2 separate regions of the Mus musculus genome follow, and region 1 is linked to region 2. A link is a contact called in public Hi-C data. All regions are on one chromosome and are shown on one strand. The core of a region is the stretch at or near the end of the contact, and the rest is flanking DNA. Distances in the headings are between cores, read along the strand shown.

What was found. Hi-C and Micro-C count contacts between places; a contact is called where the count stands out from the background.
Region 1: a contact with region 2 is called in a Hi-C map of cerebellum, with 1.6 times the contacts expected there. The contact joins two enhancer-like sites. A contact is called at or near these places in 1 of 15 datasets of contacts at CTCF or cohesin (large pre-B cells) and 2 of 484 Hi-C or Micro-C datasets (cerebellum and uterus).

What each region holds. Positions count from the first base shown.
Region 1 is chr6:143,516,953-143,520,100 of GRCm38.p6, reverse strand. No RefSeq gene overlaps it. Among named protein-coding and RNA genes, the nearest start is that of 4930579D09Rik, 17 kb to the left of the region's middle. Within about 2 kb of position 1,405, at least 3 of the 459 cell types and tissues checked have an H3K27ac peak or open chromatin away from gene starts, as enhancers often do. A contact at or near this core is called in cerebellum, where this site is marked.
Region 2 is chr6:143,366,462-143,369,387 of GRCm38.p6, reverse strand. No RefSeq gene overlaps it. Among named protein-coding and RNA genes, the nearest start is that of Gm31427, 85 kb to the left of the region's middle. Within about 2 kb of position 1,342, at least 17 of the 459 cell types and tissues checked have an H3K27ac peak or open chromatin away from gene starts, as enhancers often do. A contact at or near this core is called in cerebellum, where this site is marked.

The DNA.
Region 1 (3,148 bases), core at 156-2,655, 150 kb before region 2:
AGACAAATGGACATGGCTGGGTGCCAATAAAACTTTATTTACAAAAGCTGGCAGCTGGCTCATTGGCCATCATTGTCAACCTCTCTTTTGAAAGTATAACAGGGTGTTATTGGTCACTATCCCATAGGTCAGATGGATTGTTCTGTGTACGCGGCCAGGTTTAGCTGATCTCAGCTTGGCTCTTTCATGCACCTGCCATCAGCTGGCAGGTTAACAAGGAGCTGGCTGGCCTCCGTGGCCTCCCTTACATCTGCTGTCTTCCTGGCTGCCAGCTGGAGTGATAGAGGTGGCAGGGCCACACATCTCTCATCATCCATCAGGCCCATCCAGGGTTGTTCACTGAGTAGTGGCACAGATCCAAAAGAATAAGCAAAACTACGGAGACCTTTGAGGACTCTAGCAGAATGGGCACATCCTCCCTCTGGTCCATTCGGTTGACCAAAGTTTTGTCACAAGATCAGTACATAGTTAGTGTATGGAGAACGATACTTATCCCTTTGGTGAGAAAAGGACAGTCACCACTCAAAGGGTGGGGACATAGGAAGGAGACCGTGATTACAAGTCATTGAGCTAGGATTCCAATTGGGAATTGTTCTTCTTCCTTCCTTTATTTCTTCCTTCCTTCCTTCCTTCCTTCCTTCCTTTCTTTCTTTCTTTCTTTCTTTCTTTCTTTCTTTCTTTCTTTCTTTCTTTCTTTCTTTCTTTCTTCCTTCCTTCCTTCCTTCCTTCCTTCCTTCCTTCCTTCCTTTCTTTCTTTCTTTCTTTCTTTCTTTCTTTCTTTCTTTCTTTCTTTCTTTCTTTCTTTCTTTCTTTCTTTCCTTCTTCCTTTCTCTCCTTACTTACATGCTAAGGGTCAAACTTTGGGCATCTTTGCTAAACAAACTGCCTATAACTGAACTCTATCCCAGTCCTGTCTTTTGTTCTATTAATGAGAGAAATTAGAGAAAGGGTTGATGGAACCAATTTATTACTGTTTGCTAGGATATCCCTGAACAATGAAAAGTATCTTATTAACTATGCAACAATGGGTGACACTTTTCCTGGCCCTCTTCAGTCTATGAGGGACCAATGGGGTCTCCTGGCTCTGTTACAAGAATGTCTCCTCCACAGCCAGTCCTGCCAGATATCCTTCCAATGCTCACCTCCATTAAGGTACAGCCGGGAAGAGAAGTACTTATCAAGCACTTGGGTCACCAAAGCAGCACCATCTACCCAGGAATCCTCTCCTTGTCCTGCTCTAAGAATCTTAATTCCTAACTTAGCATATCTTAAAGCTAAAATGTCTCCAGACATCTGCAGCCCTTGGTCGCATGCCATAAATATGGTGTGGCCTGGTGATAATGGGTCCAGGGAGAATGGCTCTGACCCAAGCATTGGAGCAAAAATCTTGCTGTAAACACTTAGAGGGAGGCGGCTACAGGCTACAAATTACTCACCAGCTGCCACAGTTACAGGCAGTATCCCACTCATCACTTCCGAGTCCAGAGGGACTTACGAAGATGTCTGGGCCAAAACCTTCCTGTTCTCAACTGTTGCGGTGCTGGAAAACCAGTCGGAATGTCTTCCCGCCCTGATGTATTAGCGTCTCACAATGATACAGCCCTGTCTCCAGTTCAGTCTCCTATTTGCAGTTTAATAGCTTACAAAAATAAGATTTCCATCCCGCATCTCCCAATAGATAGGACTGACTCGGGCCAGAGCATATGTTACAAGGAGCTCATCGCTAACTGCACAAACTTAACTACAACCTGTCCTAGAATCTGCTTTCTATCAAACTTGGCTGTGTTTCATTAAGCTTGTAAGTTGTTGTTCTAATATTTTGCTCATGTTCCATGGGGGTGGGGAAGAAAAAAAAGAGACTCTAAAATGTCTTCATGGTTGATTCAGAAACCTGCATTACACTTCTTCTACTCCTTCACAACTTAAAACCTTCAGAAGCCAACTCTGGATTCAAGGCATTAAAGGCACTCCTGAGCATACCTGAAGTTGACTCTCTAAAGCCCTGTCAAGAAACTGAGCTGGGGCTCTAAAGTACAAAAGCACTAGAGATAACGCTTCCCTAATTCACGTCTATGCTCATGACTCCCCATAAGTCAATACTGCACTAAGAAGAGACCTTTCTCCACCGCCCACACAGACATTTCTGGAGGCCACCTTCCCTTGCTCCTCCATGCGTGATCCTCTTATCTCCACAGTCCTATGGGTACGCTCATGTATCTTATAACAAACGTCTACCGTCATCTTTGCATTATATAACCTTGTGTTTCCCAGGCCAAATATTACTTCTTAATCTTTATCTTTGATTCACCTATTATGAATGAAATTAGTACCTACCAGGTTTCAGCACTATTTATACATGTGTTATACCATGTCCCCCTTTCTCCACAGGAAGCCAAGTTTCCCCAACTTAAGGAATATCTTTAACATATTTTGCTTTTACCATTTCATTTTCTAGGGCAAGATCTATGAAGGACCCCTGTCATTCCCAATGTTTTCTGTTGACATAGCAGCAGCTGTACCAAACACGGGCCTAAGAGTCTCAGAAGAAAGTGGAGCCCACGTGTCTACAGCCGTGTGGGAGGTGTAAAAGCAAAATTGTTAATAATCTCCCCAGGGTTTCAGCTCTTGTCCTGTTGCTGTTGTGATTTCCTCGTGGTAAAGAATTTTAGTTCAGGTTTCAAAGCATGAAGTAAATAGCCAGGTGCATTAAGTCATCCCATCACTGTCTGGTCGTGTCACTAGCTCTGCAGGTTTCTGTCACACAAAACCTGGTTACAAGAGGACAACAGGACATGTGCCCAAGTGAGACAACATTGCCACATGTAGCTGGGACATACCTTCTTGATCCAAAAGATCAAACACAACAAATGTTCTCTTACACCTACCTGGCTTTTCCATTGTATGATAAACATCTTTCTTTGACAGTTGTTTTTGGTGGTCACCATGATACTTAAGAATGACCCCAGCTATATCCCTTCCCTGAGAAAGCTTCACCCACTCTCTTCTTTGGCCAGAAAGATCTCTGCTGCCTATGTTATGACAACACTAACATCTAAACTCACACAAGGTTCTGTTTATTTTACCTCTGAAGTACACATAGAGTTAGAATACATTCCAGTATCTCTGCCACGCCCCCCAATTTTAACCT
Region 2 (2,926 bases), core at 93-2,592:
TCTGTAGCACGTGGTATTTAGGCAGTCATCTTTGATAGGCATATAAGTTGTTTTCTTCTTGGGTAGGGTTATAAACAGTGCTGATATAAACATTTACAAACAAATTCAATGCATATGTATTTCTGTGGCATGTCTGGGTACCCTAGTTGATGTTCCTATTGCTGTGGTAAACATCATGACCAAAAGCAACTTGGGAAGGAAGAAAAGGGCTTATTTTATCTCACAACTCTCTCACTCTCCATCACGGAGGAAGTTTGGGTGGGAATCTGGAAGGAGGGACGGAAGCAGAGGCCTCAGAAAAATGTTCCTACTGGTAAGCCCTTGTGGTTTTGCTCCGTTTGCTTTCATAGACACTCCAGGGCCCTCCCATATCAATTACTGACTTGTCTGCCTGTGGGCCAATTTGATGGACACACTTTCCCAACTGAAGTCCCGTTTACCCAGAAGGCCCTGGCCCATGTCAAGTTGACAGAAACCTAACATTTTACAAAACAGGCAGCCTTCTGTCTGAGCCTTTTGTTTGTCTGATTCGCTTTGCTTGTTTTAGTTTGGCCGTTGTTGACATTGTTGTTTTGAGACAAGGCATCACTGTGTATTCCAAGCTGACCTCACACTATGGCAATCGTCCCGTCTCACCATCCTAAGCACTGGGGTTGTAAGCACGAGCCACCACACCCGGATCAAAAGTTTTCATTTCTCCAAATCCCCTGTGACTCGTGGAACCTTCTGCCTTTAACAGGCTGGGCGCAAGGTGAAACCCGGTATCTTTCCCACGAGTTTGTTGACGACTTGGATAACTTTCTGAGTATGCATCTGCTCCGATCCTTTGCTTTTTTATGATTGATTTACTTGTTTTTACTACATTTTTACTTACAGTGTTCTAATTGACAAATCATAAACTTGAAATGCATGGAGAACAATGTGGCATTTGATGTGTGTACACAGTGCAGAGTAATTAAATCAAGCATCATCAATGTGTCCATCATCTTCCTTGACATTTGTTGGGTGATACACTGGAGTTTTGCTGTCCATCATCTTGACTGTAGTCACTTGACAGTGCTACACATCTCAAAGCTCTTCTTTCCTTCCGCCTTCCTTCAGACCTTCTCTCTGGTAACTTGCAGACCACCCTCCTCCCCATCCCAGCCTCTGCTAACCCCATTCAGCTCCTAGGGAATCAATTTTTCTTGCATATCATGACATCACAAAGTCTCTGCCCGCCTGTGTGTGGGCTTACTTCACTTTGGTGCGTATTCTGTAGAAGATGGCTGCAGAGCAGTGCCCTGAGTATCCTCTGCCACAGAGAACAAGGAAGTGTCAGGAATAATGAACAGCTTGATTCTGACAGGCAGCTGAGACCCAAGAACAAAGCAAATTGCAACTGAAGCCCCAGCTTCCTGAGCTGCTGATGACAGGATGGGTCCAGCTGGCCAAAGAGAAGCTAGAAAATACCAGGCATCTCCAGCAGAGCAGTAGACTGGCCATCCCAACTAGAGATGTCCACAGACTCCCACAAGCTTTAAATCCGCTCTGCTAGCTGGTTAGAGTTGAAGTGACAGCCCTGCTACAGAAAAGGAACTCAGGCTGAGCCCTCTCAATGCCCCCAGAAGCCCAGTTGCTATTAATACAACTGCCACCTCTTTGTCACCCTGACACAGAGGGGAGGCTAATAGATTCGTCAAGGACACTATCAGAAGCCTCAGGCCTGAGAATGGAAGGCTAGCCACTCAACACCCAGCAGCAAGACCAGCAGCTGCCACAGGCATAAACCTGCTCCATGGGAAATCCAAATCCTGTCCCTTGGGAGCATCCAGGGGTCTCATCTGTATCCTAAACCCCCAAGGCACGGCTGTCAGCATCACACTTGTTGTGCTTCAAGAAAAGGGTTTCTCCGCAGCCCAGACTTGTCACTGATGCTACGCTATCACTCACACTCACCCCATGAGATCGAGGGAAGGTCACATCCATGTTCTGCATCTCCAGTACTATGGTACCAACAACCACACTACCTGGTAGCATTAATATTTCCTCTGTCCATTCTCTGAAGCTCTACACCAAGGGATACCAAAGCCACAAGCCATCCATGCATGTCCCCACAATGTAGATAAGTTGTCTGTCTTCTAAAGCCTATACCTCGAGGAATGTAAACAACCAAGCAGCAAGCCCAAAAATGTCTCAGGGGTAGATCTCTGCAGACCCTTAGCACTGAGACCACGGTCATGGCCACAAAAGGCCCTGCCATATCCTATACAAATAAAACTGTAAAAGCTTTTGCCAAAAGTACTGAAGTACTTTTGAAGCACAAAAGTAATACATGAACTCACCGAGACTGCAACAGCACATGTAAGACCAACCCAGGTTCAAACCAAAGAAAATTCCAGAATTAAGGAGAGAAAATAAACACAAAGTTCTACCCATAACCAAGGAGAAATTTACAACAGTTGATACCTTCTGGGCAAAGGACTACTAGTTTTCACCAACGGGATAGCAACCACTATCCAGGGCAAGCTGGGGGCTCAAGGGTAGCTGGTCAATGCACACACATACACAAACACACACACACACACAAATGGATTCTCTGTTTTGTTTTGTCTTATTGATTTTTCTGCTAGTTTGTTTTGATTTTATAATTTATTTTTGTTTTGAAAAAGAAAGAGAGAGAAAGAACATCAAGTTGTATGGGTTGGGATGTAGAAAGGATATGAGAGGAATTGGGGGAGGACCAGGAATATGATCAAACATGTTATATGAAAAAAATAAAGAAAAAGAAACAGAAAAATAAGGACACTGAATTCCTGCTGTTGCGGAAGGCTCAGGGTCCCTGTGCTCACACATAAGCACCAGGGATACCAGGAACATTACACACACAGACTTGTTTCTTCACTGGGCTGGGATATATAACCACCATCATGGTGGTTAATACTCT